2 separate regions of the Mus musculus genome follow, and region 1 is linked to region 2. A link is a contact called in public HiChIP or PLAC-seq data. All regions are on one chromosome and are shown on one strand. The core of a region is the stretch at or near the end of the contact, and the rest is flanking DNA. Distances in the headings are between cores, read along the strand shown.

Region 1 (7,108 bases), core at 3,917-6,416, 81 kb after region 2:
TCCATAATAATTATTAAAAATCAAAATCAACGAATGGTCTGAGCTGAGGATTCAGTGGCAGAGTGACTACCATTCAGGAGGCCCTGGATTCAGCCCCAGCACTTCATAGAACAAACGTGTTGGTGACACATGTCTATAATCCCAGCGCTCAGGAGGCAGAGACAAGGGCGGAGGTAGAGGGGAATCAGAAGTTCAAAGTCACCCTTGGCTATGTGGTAAACCTGAGGCCAGCCTGGAATACATAAAACCAGCTCAAAAAAAAAAGACATATGACCTCTGCTAATGCCACCTAGTATACCTTCCCTTGAATGATGTTACCATTTTCTCCCTTGTATTGGGATTTTTGTGACTGCGTCCTCACTGGAATGAAAGCCCTCCAAACACCAGGCATAGCACTTTGTTTATAACCAGCATGAAAGTAATATTTGTGATCTAACTGATAAGAAAGCACTACAGATATGATCATGCAGATGCAGGGATATAAGCAGGCCTTCATTTCCACAGAACTGTCTTTCCAGCACTGACAGGGATATTGAGGCTGAAGCTTGCTGAGGTATCTGAAGTAACCACAGGCCTTTCCTCCAGCTAATGGTAATTTTCATTTTTATTTTCACTGTAAGAAAACTGATGCCTGGGAACCAGAAAGTGACTCTGTTCAAACAGCAGGTCAGTTTCAGAATCAAGACTAGGTCTGCCCTCTCGGGGCCCTGCTGGCCTTATCTTCTGCATAAGCCACAGACTTGGAAAAGTGGGGGTGATTCCCATATCAGGATGAAAAGAGGAAGGGGAAAGAGAGGCTACGCATCAATGACCTCTCACACTTTCAGACTGAGAGGTTCTTGTTCAGACTAAGACTCAGTTTGTTGGCCTATGAACACATCACAGCTTCCGGAGCCTTAGGTAGGACACAACTATCTTCATCATGGTCGAGAAACTCTAGTAGATAAGCTATCTCATATTCACTGGGCAATTCTAAGGCACCAGACTAGTCATAAAGTCTACTTAATGATGTTGAACATGAAAGTCCGGATTGTGTATTTCCAAGCAACAATTCAGGCTAGCTAAATGGTCCATTTTTTTACATCTAGCCTGAACTCTAAGTGTGTGAAGGTGGTGTTCCCAGTTTCAACCTACAGCTAGCTACAGTCAGCTACACCAGACTTTCTTCACCTGAGCATATTAAGGCCAGATAGTTATGAGGGCCTCTTGGTGCATGCTGGGAATTTTAGCAGCATCCTTGGCCTCTACCCACTAGATTCCCACAGCAACACTCTGAGTCCAACTACTTGGAACAACTAAAATTCTCTCCAGAGCTGAGGAGATGGGTCTGTGGGTAAGAACATTTGCTGTGCAAGCAAAGAGACTATTGGGTCACAAAGTGTCCCCCACCCCACCCCCAATGGCAGTGCTGGCGGCAATGTTTTAAGATAATGTCTCTACCCACACCTGGGCTGGGTTTTGCTGGGAAATAGAAATGTTAAGTGTTTCTCAGAAGCCCTTAAAGACTAATGAACACTCCTGATTGCAGCTGTCAGCACATCGTCTTTCTGGAAAAGTCCCCAGGCTAACCACCTGGCAGCTCCAGGCTCTGTCATATGTCCATGTAAAACCCAATAGTTTATACAGCTGGGAACTATCTGAGATAGCTTCAGAGATAGCGTCACTCTGAGGCAGCCAAGCAGGTTTTTGTTTGGCGCAGTCCTGGCTGATCTGAACTCAGCTCTGTAGACCAGAGTGACCAAGAACTTGAATACCTGCCTGCCTTCACCTGCGGAGTGCTGGGATTAGAAGCATGTGCCACCACACCTGGCTAGCTAGTTGAATCTTGATGGCTACCAGCCTGGCTCTTGTTTCTGTGAGAGATTCTGTCTACAGGAAGTAAGTCAGAAAGTGATAGAACAGGGTACCTGAAATCCTCTGTTGCTCAACATTTCTTGTTTAGTTTTATGTATATATATATGTGTGTGGGGGGGGAAGCCACATGTGCCGTTGCAAGGTGGCGCTGGCTTCCGCTGGCCACCACGCATACATAGGCAGTAAAGTTTTTTTGCCAAGATGAGGTTTTGAGAACTAACCAAAATTAACCAATCAGATGATAGACACGTTAACCAATCAGATGAGAGAGAAGTTAACCAATCAGATGAGAGACATGTTAACCAATCAGATGAGAGAGAAGTTAACCAGTCAGATGTGAGACATGCAAATGAGGTGGTAAGCATAACCCATGCATAACCAATCTGGGTGTGAGACACGCCTCTCCTAGGCCTATATAAGCAGCACCAGTTCTGGGCTTGGTGTCTCTTTGCCTCTGCAATCAAGCTCTCCCAATAAACTTGTGCAGAAGGATCCTGTTACAGCTGGCGAGTCAGGTGCGCGCAAGATGTGTGTGTGTGTGTGTGTGTGTTCATATATATACATGTACATATATAGGTACACATATACATATAATTATATGTACATATATTTCACCCCACAATAGCATTTGTAAAGCTCTGGGACCCGAGACCAGGAACTGGAGGAGAAAAGCAGACAGCTTGTCTCTTCAGTCAGCCCCTCCCTGACACTATCAGCAGTGGCAGCTGCCAGCCAAGAGACTGCTGGAGTACCACCCACAGCTTTACATACACGTCTCCTCCTGAGAGGGAAACTGTGCTGAGCCCAGTGCAGCAGAGACAGTCATAGGTGCTCATGAGAGCTGCACTAGTCTCACTAGAGTAGACTGAAGCTGCCATATCCTTCCCCTTGTGCAGATCCACTCTGGAGTCATCTGCAGATGACGAAATTCACTTGTTATTTAGGACATGGAGCAACCTGTTGTTGTGTTGCTTACTGACTGGTTCATTTTCCAACCACCTTCCTCTTCTCTTCTCGCCTAAATTACCTACTGGGTCTTCCAGGTCCTAGACACCAACTCATCACACTCCCAAGCAGATCTCCATAGTCTGCGACTTTCCCTGGCAATTTGCTTACACCTTCGGGTGCACAAGGTTCTTAGCAGGCTACAAGGTCAGAACCACATTTCACTCATGTGCCGTAGCCTAATGACTAGGTCTGTTCACTGAGGAGAAGGATAATGTCCTCTTTGCCCTTGCATTTTCAATTATTAAAATATTGCAGGCCGGGCGTGGTGGCGCCTGCCTTTAGTCCCAGCACTCGGGAGGCAGAGGCAGTCAGATTTCTGAGTTCGAGGCCAGCCTGGTCTACAAAGTGAGTTCCAGGACAGCCCTCAGTGAAAGCAGTGTAAAATGGCTGAACACTTTATGATTCTAATTAGATGATATTCCAGAAAGACAAAACTGGAGGAGAGATGGCTCACAGTTAAGATTACTGCTACTCTTCCAGAGGACCCAATAGTTTCCAGCATCCACATCAGATGGCTGTACTTATAGCTCCGGGGGACCAGCACCCTCCTCTGGCTTCTTTGGGTAATGCACTTATGACATACACAAATATAAACAAAAAGACAAAACTGTTAACACACACACAGGAAAATATGAGTTGCTTCCAGGAGTTAAGGATAGAGACAGAAGAGAGCAAAGCACGGGGTTTCCCTGTAGCCCTGGCTGTCCTGGAACTCACTAGGCTGGCCTCAAACTCAGAAATCCGCCTGCCTCTGCCTCCCAAGTGCTGGGATTAAAGGTGTTCGAAACCACTGCCCCACACAGGAGCTCTTTGAACAGACAGCACCACTCTATGTGCTACTGCTGTGGTGGGTACACTCCATGTACTTGTAGAATTGTTGAACTTGAAAAGACTTAATGTATGCAAACTAAAATAGAATTGTTTGGGAGGTGGGAACATTACAAGAAGGAAAGCAGACATGGCAGAAAAACCTAACATATTAAAGGTTTATAAAATGTTCTCCCTGAAGGAGGTAGTTGGGAAGGCACCTTAAGTAGCTTTGGAAGTGTGTGGAATACAAAAAGCAAGTGCCAGCGAGAACTAGCGTTAGTTGTTAGAGCTTGTCCTGGCTAGTTTTATGTTACCTTGACACAGGCTAGAGTCATTTGAGAGGAGGGAGTGCCTCCATAAGGTGAGGCTGTAAGCAGACCTAGAGGGCATTTTCTTAGTGATTAATAGAGGAGGGGACAGCCCACTGTGGGTGGAGCCATCCCTTAGGTGGTGAGCCTCAGTCCTATAAGAAAGCTGGCTGAACAAACCATGAAGAGCAAGCCAGTAAGCAGCACTCCCCCATGGCCTCTGCATCAGCTCCTGCATCCATGTTCCCACTCAGTTTGAGTTCGTACATTGGCTTCCCTCAATATGAGATATGTAAGCCAAGTAAGTCCTTTCCTCCCCAAATTGCTTTTGGTCATAGGGCTACTGTTGCTGTGATGAAACACCAAGACAGAGCCAGTTCATGTGGGGTGTGGGTCAGCAATTGTACTACTGTTGCATATGGCTGCTGAAACGGAGAAACTGAGTCATTAGACAGCAGATGGCAGGAGAGTGCCTCAAATGGAATGAAATGTTATAGCTAAGCAAGAGAAGTCTAGGGCTGGGTATGTAGCTTGCCCATCCTGTGCCAACTGTGTTCTAGTTTGCTTCTCTGTTGCTGAAATAAAGCACTGGCCAAAAGCAACCCAAGAGAAGAAAAGGTTTATTTTGCTTGCAGGTTCAGCATTGAGGAAAACCACAGCAGGAACCCAGAAGCAGGAACTGAGCAGAGGCTGTGGAGGATCACTCTCACTGGCTTGCTTCCTCTGCCTTGCTTAGATACCTCTCTTACGCAAGGTCTGTGTGCTGGCCTGCCCAAGGATGGTACTGTCCAGTTGTGGGTGGGGCGCCAACATCAATCAACAATCAGAAAAATATCCACCGCCAGAGCTATGGATGGCCGCAGGTCAATCTGATGGAGGCATGAGAGTCCCTCTTACCAGTTATGTCTAGGTTTGTGTCAAGCTGACAAAAACTAGGATATCTGTTACCAATCTTTTTTAGTTTTGTTTTTGTTTTTTGAGACAGGGTTTCTCTGTATAGCCCTGGCTGTCCTGGAACTCACTCTGTAGACCAGGCTGGCCTCCAACTCAGAAATCCGCCTGCTTCTGCCTCCCAAGTGCCAGGACTAAAGGTGTGCACCACCACCGCCTGGCTGTTACCAATCTTTAACACCCACAAGCTGGACACAGTGGTGCATTCTTCAAAACCCAGCCCCTGGCACCGAAAACAGGAAGATTGGAAGTTCAAGTTCCTCCACAGCTGAATAGTAAATTCAAGGGCAGCCTGGGACACCTGACACAGATCTCAAAATAGACAAACAAACCCACACATAGATTAAAAATAAATAGTATACGCCAGTGAGATGACTCAGTGGATAAAAGCACTCACCATGCAAGCCTGGTGACCCGAGTTCAATTTCTTGAACCCACATAAAGTGAAAGGAAAGAGACGCTATAAGGTTGTTTCCTTGTCCCACATCACCACCCAAAATAATAAATTAAAAATTTTAAAACTGGGCTGGAGAAATGGCTCAGTGGTTAAGAGCACTGAATGCTCTTCCAGAGGTCCTGAGTTCAAATCCCAGCAACCACATGGTGGCTTACAACATCTATAATGGGATCTGATGCCCTCTTCTAGTGTGTCTGAAGACCGCAACAGTGTACTCATATAGATGGATAGATAAATAAATCTTTAGAAAAAAATTTTTAAAACTAGGGTTGGAGAGATAGCTCAGCGGTTAAGAGCACTGACTGCAGCCAGGTGTGGTGGCACACGCCTTTAATCCCAGCACTAGTCTATTAGAGTGAGTTTCAGGACAGCCAGGGCTATACAGAGAAACCCTGTCTAGAAAAACAAAAACAACAACAACAAAACCCAACAATAACAACAACAACAACAACAACAACAAAGAGCACTGACTGCTCTTCCGGAGGCACTGAGTTCAATTTCAAGCAAACACATGGTAGCTCACAACCATTTGTAATGTGATCTAATGCCCTCTTCTGGCATATAGGTATACATCCAGATAGAACACTCATATAAATTAAATAAAAGTTTTTAAAAATTTAAAACTAGGCTGGGTGGTGGTGGCATGCTCCTTTAATCCCAGCACTCGGGAGGCAGAGCCAGGCAGATTTCTGAGTTCGAGGCCAGCCTGGTCTACAGAGTGAGTTCCAGGACAGCCAGGAACTACACAAAGAAACCCTGTCTCGAAAAACCAAAATACTATTACTACTAATAATAACAATAACAATAATTTTGGCTTATAGTCTACTAATCAATACTGGTATAAATAAATAGAGCTGGAGAGGTGGTTCAGCAGTTAACAGCACTATCTGCTCTTCTGGAGGTCCCGAGTTCAAATTCCAGCAACCACATGGTACAACCATCTGTAACAAGACCTGATTCCCTCTTCTGGTGTCTGAAATCAGCTGAATTATACTTACATATAATAAATAAATCTTAATAGATGTTAAACAAATTAACAAGAGAAGAGACAGCTTGTCCAGGAGATTTTTTGTTTTGTTTTGTTCCTCCATGTAGCCCTGGCCATCTTGTAACTCACTCTGTAGACCAGACTAGCCTTGAACTCAGAGATCCATCTGCCTCTACCACCTGAGTGCTGGGATAAAAGGTGTTCGCCACCACCACCTGGCTAGACGAATTCTAAATAATCTGTGTTACGCGATATTCGATCATACTTTGAACCGCAAACAATGAAGGTAAACTCTGTAGAAGGAAGCACCATGTTTGAAAGTGATGTCTAATTGAGTGGCAGACAAAGTGATGAATCAGAGAAAGATTTGACAGAATAGGAGCTGCTCAAGTCTCAGAGAAGAGAGGAAAGTGAGGCTACTTAAGAGACAGCAGTGCAGAGAGAGGGAAAGAGAGTTTTACTGGAGCAGTTACACAGAGTCAGGCTGTCGAGAGAGCACACTAGATACAGGTGAAGACAGAATGAGCCAGAGAATAAGGAGCCAAAAGATTAGAACAGATTGCCAAGTATGAAGCCAAGCAGAGCATTTCAGGAGAGGCCGAGAGAGAGAACCCAGATGGAATCAATGAGCTTGGAGAAGAGTTTGAGCCAGAACAGCTGAGTTGAATCAGCCAGAGTTCAGAAAGAACTAGGAAGGGTGAGCCTATTCAGCAGTAAGTCTCAGAGGCTGAA
Region 2 (6,863 bases), core at 4,188-6,687:
CTGCTACAGATGTGTAGGGAGACTAGGTCCAGCCCCTGAATGCTCTTTGGTTGGCAGTTCAGTCTCTGTGAGCCCCTATGGGCTGAACTCAAAACTTTTAAATTCTGCTGGGCATGGTGGTGCACGCCTTTATTCCCAGCTCTTGGGAGGCAGAGACAGGTGGATCTCTGTTCTAGAGCAGTCTGATCTACAGAGAAATTCCTGGACAGCCAAGGTTACATAAAGAAACTTTGCCAACTTTTAAATTCTTTATATGTATAGGAGCTTGCCTGTATGTATGTGTGTGAACCATGTGTGTACCCAGTGCCTATGGGGACTAGCAGAGGGCATCAGATGTGGAATGATGGGTGGTTGTGAGTTAACATGTGGGTGCTAAGAATGGAACCTGGGTCCTCTGAAAGAGCAGTCAGTCATCTTAACTGTTGAGCCATCTTTCTAGTCCCTTAAAACTTTTTTGAGACAGGTCTCACTTGTGTTGCCCAGGCTGACTGTGGGCCTCCTGAATAGCTGCGATTACAAGTGTGCCTCAGCTGGCCTAAGAACTCAGACACTGGGTCGATATAAGGTCATAAGTGGTAGTTTGTTCTTTAACTTATGATTCATAACTCAGAATAAGTATTACAATAGAATTACATTAATGAAAACTTAAAAATCTATGTGTCCGTATAAAGGATTCTCTTAGATGGAAGGGAAGACAGGTGGAGTACAAAAATATTATACAAAAATTTGCAAGAAATTTTATGTAAAGAGAGTGAAAGCTCTTAAGTTGTTTAAGATTATTTTTATTTTATGTACATGAGTGTTTTTCCTGCATGAATGTCTGTGCACCATGTGTATGTTTAGTGCCAGTGGATGCAAGAAGTTACCAGATGCCCTGGAACTGGAGTTACAGATCATTGAGAACCACTATGTGGTGCTAGGAACCAAACACTGATCCTCTGCAAAAGCAATATGTACTCTTAACCACTGGGCAGGCTCCCTAACTCCTAAAAGTAATTTGAAAAGCATTACAATGTATTAGGTACCTCAAAAGGGTTTCATTTGCTCAAACCTGGGAGCACACCCTACACTCCTCTCAAAGGCTTGACAAGTGTACAGAGCTGAGCTTGCTGTCTTTAGAGTTCATAATCTATGAGTTCAGAAAAATCAAAAGGTACAGGGCAGGTTTAAAAATTTTAAAAGTATATAGTCTTTTTGTTGTCAATCTTGTGTAGCTACGCTGAACAGACTCTTAGCAGCCATGGTATCACATGCAGGAAACCACAGAGTTAGCTGAGCTGCTATTTCTGTCCACCACATTCATGCCAAAAACAGGCTGGCTTTCTAACTAAGGCAAAATTAATACCAAATCATTATAATACCATCATTTATACACTTTATTCCTGAGATCATACAATGAAATGTGAGAGAATTAAGGGTGAGCCAAGATACTGATTGCCTTAAGTTCAAGATCAGCCTGGGCTACAATAGACCTCTGATGAGTTATCTCTACCCATCAGTAGCCCTGTGTGCTCCAATTCTTAAAGGATACAGTCTTTAAGCCATGATATGAAGAAGACAAACTGGTCTGCTCATTTTATCCATATTTGGGGGACACTTATGCTTTTGAAATATCACAAAGATGGATTCTGAGTCCTTCAGTAGAACACGCCAGAAACACCCATTTTATTCTTCCTGATACCAGCCTCTTTCACATAAACTGCACAGACTGGGTACTCTGTTCCTCACCCTGTGAAGGAGTCTAATCATCTCTTAAATTCCTTCAGGCTTCACATACAATGTACAGGGACCACAGAGTGTAAGAAGCTGTCAACAGTACAACACAGCACATACCAGAGGCTCTAACCATGCCTCACAGCCCCTACTCTGAAACAATCTTTTAGTACTCTTCTCTGTTTATTTTCTCTGATCTACATCATTCTTCCAACCCTAATAAACAGAAAAATAAAGAATATACCAAAATTGTCATCCTTCAGCCTCCATGCTTGTACAGTGGGGACTGAGTTTCCAGGACATGAAACTTAGAGGGTAAGCCATACCCAAGCTGTAGCCATGTTGGTAGGGCTCTGACACTGTCTGAAGCCTCCACCATCTGCAGGAGGTTTTAGTAGCTATCAGCCTTCATTTTGCTTACTCCAGTTTTCCCTGATGTGAGAACATCAGTAAGAAATTTGGCATCTACTCAATGTTTACCACAGAGCAAGTCCTGCATTGAGAGCTGGAAATGAAGCCAAAAGGTATCAGACTCTTGCACACTGCTGGCAGGGATGAAGACTGGAGCAGCTGCTTTGGAAAGCAATTTGGCAGTTCTTCAAAAGGTTAAGGAAAAACTGAGCGTGTGACCCAGCAGTTCCATTTCTAGGTATGCAGTCAAAAGAACTGAGAACAAATGTCCACACATGAATTTGGACCTGTTCCACATGTTCATAGCAGCATTCCTTGTAATAGTAAAAAATGGAGAAAATTCAAATACCTATCATCTGGCGAGCAGATAACAGAGTATGCTGTCCTATACAACAGGCTATTACTTGATCATAAAAAAATGAAGGGATGGGGATGGAACTTTAGTATCATGTCTGCCTAGCACACACAGGCCCTGGATTCAATTCCCAGAGCCATGGAGACTGACTAGGAGGCCCATACCTATAATCCCAGCACTCAAAAGGCAAAAGCGGAGGGATCAAAATTTAAGGTCATCCTCCTCAGCTATAGTGTAAGTTCAAGATCAGCCTGGGCTACAAGAGACCCTAGAGTCCTGGTGCATACCACAAATGTGAGCCTTGAAAGCTTCATACATGTAAAGAAACCAGATTAAAAAGGCCACATTGGGGGCTGGAGAGATGGCTCAGTGGGTAAGAGCACTGACTGCTCTTCCAAAGGTCCTGAGTTCAAATCCCAGCAACCACACGGTAGCTCACAACCACCCATAAGGAGACCTGATTCTGGCACGCTTGAAGACAGCTACAGTGTACTTATGTATAATAATAAATAAATTCTTTTTAAAAAAAAGCTCACATAGGAGACACAAAATGGATTAGTGGTTGTCAGGGGCTGGAGTGAAGATAAACTTGTAATTGTCTTAATGGCATCTGAGAATGGAGTCTGTGATCTCCCCCAGGAGGCCATTCTAATATCATATGTTCCCAGCATGTCTGTTTTAATAACTGTAAGAAAGTAGAGGTTTCCTTCATTCCTAGGACATAATTATTTAGGCTCATGTAGAAAAGGGAAAGGGGGAGCCGGGCGTGGTGGCGCACACCTTTAATCCCAGCACTTGGGAGGCAGAGGCAGGCGGATTTCTAAGTTCGAGGCCAGCCTGGTCTACAAAGTAAGTTCCAGGACAGCCAGGGCTATACAGAGAAACCCTGTCTTGAAAAACAAAAACAAACAAAAAACAAAAACAAAAAAAAGAAAAAAAAAAAAAAAGAAAAGGGAAAGGGTTCAGTATCTAGGGTCTTCTTTTTACTCAAATCTTCCAAGACAAAAATAACCTTAATTAACTGACAATCTGAAACTCTTCAGATTTTTCTGGTTATATTTTAAAATGTGTCTATAATTCCATTATACTAGAAGAACAGCTTTAATTATCTGTTTGCTTTCCTAGTCATTCAGATGCAATTTACTTTATAGACAGCTATAATCAGTATGCATTCTTTCGGCTCTGTAAACACTGTTAGCCTAGTTTTTAACAATGTTTCCAGTGTTGCAATGATACTCAGTCCAGCCAAATGAACATTATTTACCTAGCCTCTTTTCTTTCTTAACATTTGTTTTAGTTCCTCAGCTCTGCTGGGTATAAGCAAAAGACACACACACAGATTTTTAGTTTCATTCTTTTCAATTATTTTCCTTAGGCTGTCTTTTAATAGTAGTTTGTTTATAAGTCATGAAACATGAACATCTTTGTGACTTTTGCTCTCCAAACAAGTTTCCACACTGTTTTGCACAATGTCATTAACAGTAGGGGTGGTTACTGCAGAGATTCAAAACCAGTCAAAGTTCTGAAAAGTAACACTTAGTCCTAAATGGGACAACACCCCCTCCAAGGTTCAGACAACTGCACAGAAAGGAGGTAGGAGTAGAGGAAGAGAAGGATTTATAGACACCTGTCTTCTCAGCATGAGATGACCACTGCACTCGTGATCTGTCAGTAGTAGCAATTACCTGAACAAGATGTCCAAGATTAGGTTTATCAAGTCTGTCATGCAGTATGGTGGAGCTCAAAAAGTTCTACCTTTCCTTGAGGATCTATAGGCAGTTAATGGTTGCTCGGGGTAGGGAGAGACATTTGCTTTACTGTTATAACCACTGTTCAGTTACCCACACTTCTGTAAACAACCATACTTAAACTCATTGGTTGACCACACAGAAAGGGAAGACATGAAAATGGGAAGGGACTGCTTGGAAAGCGGAAGGGAAAGAGAAGGGGAAGCAGAACAGAGAGGAACTCCAGGTTGTCACATCACAGCTACAGTCAAGACAAGAGAAAAGCGCCATGCTGCTTGCCTGCTTCTGCTTATGTTCAGGAAACTTGCTTTATTCTTAATGCACTGTAGGAGCTAGCCCATGAAATGGTACCACCACAAAGAGCTGAGTCTCCCAGCATCAAGTAACCATCAAGACAGTCCTTCTCCTCAGAGTTAATTCTAGACCGTATCAGGCAGGTAGTTAAAAGTACCCAGTTCAGAGGAAGACCTGAGGAAATAGCAAGACCTCTGAAGGGAAGCTATTCATTTACATATATCCATACAATTAACACACATAGGAACTCACCAAAAGTTTGATAAACTGATTAAACACCAACCTTTAAAATACAAAAGTATTAAACAATTCAGCACAAAATTCTTATCTGAAGAAGACTGATGTCAATCAAAAGAATGTATTATTTGAGCCAAATCTATTAGGGCTCAAATAGCATTAGGTGCTCAGTCTGAGACTCTGCATGAGACATAGCCTTTCCTTCAAAGAGCTTAAAGTCCAGATAGCATGTAAAAAGCATACTTACGGCAACACATGATTAAAACCAGGTTCAGGGCAGGATCTCTAAAGAGATTTGTGTAGTTGGAGGTAACAAAGAGTAGAGGATTTTGAAAATAATGTCCTGGAGGAGACGGTCATTGAATTCAGTTTTAGATGGTTACAGTATGCTTGAACATTTAGATGGTTACAATACTGTATGCTTGAACATTGAAAGGGACTATTTGTGGTATGAGCTAAGTGTTGTCCCAGAAAAGAACATGTTCAAAGCGGGTAAACCTTAGCATACAGCCAGGAATAAAGAGGTTGGGCGGTGTTGGAGGGGTAAGGAAACATTGCTGCTTAAACCGACCAGTTGAAGAGCCCAGCTGAGCACCCAGGCCTTACAACACATTGTGTGTCTGAGCAAGGGAGTGACAACTTTTACCACAGTAAAAGCCTGTGAGAGGAAGGAAGGGGTGTAGGGCGTGGTGACCGAGAGAAACATTCAGGAACACAGGCTAGGGAGGTAATCAGACACAGGCTAGCCTGTGGAACTGGGAGGCAGGCCTGAAGCACTCCTGGCAGGGTCTGGAGGAAGCCAGATCTCCACTACTAGAGAGTAATGATTGCTTGCTGTTGCTACTGATACTTTTTAAAAATAATTTTTTAAATCCCAGGTTGCTTGTCCTAAATTGTGTAGTAGAAGGAGGCACTTTTCCAGTTCTCAAAAACTTGACAATTGTGTTGAGGAAGCAGTTCTGTGTTCTAGTTTTTAAGGGCTACAGAAAAACACTTTATGCAGATAAACTGTGACAGACTTCCTTGAAAAAAGAGCAGAAAATAAATGGTATTTACAAAGGCGAGCACATCAGATAAATCTAGCAGGCACACAGAGAAAGTATAATGTGCAAAGGCTAAACCAAAAGCCTTGAAGTGAGGTGGGGTGGTGTACACAGGCTCTGGGGGCAGAGAAGTCTGGGATGGGGAATATGAAGACAAGCTGCTATAACTTATGTGCCCTTGAGGAGAGTGCAGCGGGATCTAAGAACACATAGATCATGACGATGTAGCTGTCTTGAGCATGGCAACTCTAGAGTGACAACCATCTAGAAAGTTCCTTAGGGTTAGGCAGAAAGCAAATCAAAACCCAGAGTACAGAGACGATTTCTGAGTCAAGAGCTGTATATATAGGGAACTCTTGAAGCCATCTGTAACTGACAGACACTGTTAAAGATCCCAGCTTATACAGGTTATAGGCTCCCCAAAAGGCACACTTTAAAAATAGTTTGTGTTTTTTAATGTGTACATATGTCAATATGGGAGTGTCTGTGTGGCGTTCCCAGCACCCACATCTCCACATCATCATGGAAGAGGATCCAACATCTTTTGATTTCCACAGGCACCATACTACACAGCACGCATATATACTCATGCACATGATATTTGAAAACTAAATTTAAAAAGAAGAGCCCAGTCTGGGTTATGAGAGACACAGTCACAAAAAGGAAAAGAAGGTTATCATGTTAGTGTTTTAGATGATATTCTTTATTATACTGTTTAGCTAATGCTATCACTTGTTTGTTTGTTGGTTTTTCCAGACAGGGTTTCTCTGTGTAGCCCTGGCTGTCCTGGAACTCACTCTGTAGACCAGGCTGGCCTCAAATTCAGAAATCCACCTGCCTCTGCCTCCCGAGTGCTGGGATTAAAGGCGTGCACCACCACGGCCCAGCTGTTATCACTTTTTAAATATTTTAAGTTTAGCTATCTAAAAAATCCACTTATGCATTCTCATATTGCACTATTTTATATGGTCTTTTTGCTTAATAATGACATTTTCATCAATTTCTTAAAGACACAGGGCTGGAGAGATGGCTCAGCGGTTAAGAACACTGGCTGCTCTTTTA

The links. HiChIP or PLAC-seq counts read pairs in DNA pulled down with a chosen protein or histone mark.
Region 1: an H3K4me3 HiChIP or PLAC-seq map of bone marrow-derived macrophages shows a contact between it and region 2, with 2.9 times the contacts expected there. The contact joins two enhancer-like sites. A contact is called at or near these places in 10 of 484 Hi-C or Micro-C datasets (the G1E-ER4 cell line, embryonic fibroblasts, embryonic stem cells and 5 more) and 5 of 115 datasets of contacts at active chromatin or transcription factors (the HPC-7 cell line, bone marrow-derived macrophages and embryonic stem cells).

Annotation. Positions count from the first base shown.
Region 1 is chr5:108,026,770-108,033,877 of GRCm38.p6, forward strand. No RefSeq gene overlaps it. Among named protein-coding and RNA genes, the nearest start is that of Gm42150, 28 kb to the left of the region's middle. Within about 2 kb of position 5,167, at least 27 of the 459 cell types and tissues checked have an H3K27ac peak or open chromatin away from gene starts, as enhancers often do. A contact at or near this core is called in bone marrow-derived macrophages, where this site is marked.
Region 2 is chr5:107,945,409-107,952,271 of GRCm38.p6, forward strand. The region is part of intron 1 of Dipk1a (divergent protein kinase domain 1A); the gene reads right to left. Among named protein-coding and RNA genes, the nearest start is that of Dipk1a, 38 kb to the right of the region's middle. Within about 2 kb of position 5,438, at least 97 of the 459 cell types and tissues checked have an H3K27ac peak or open chromatin away from gene starts, as enhancers often do. A contact at or near this core is called in bone marrow-derived macrophages, where this site is marked.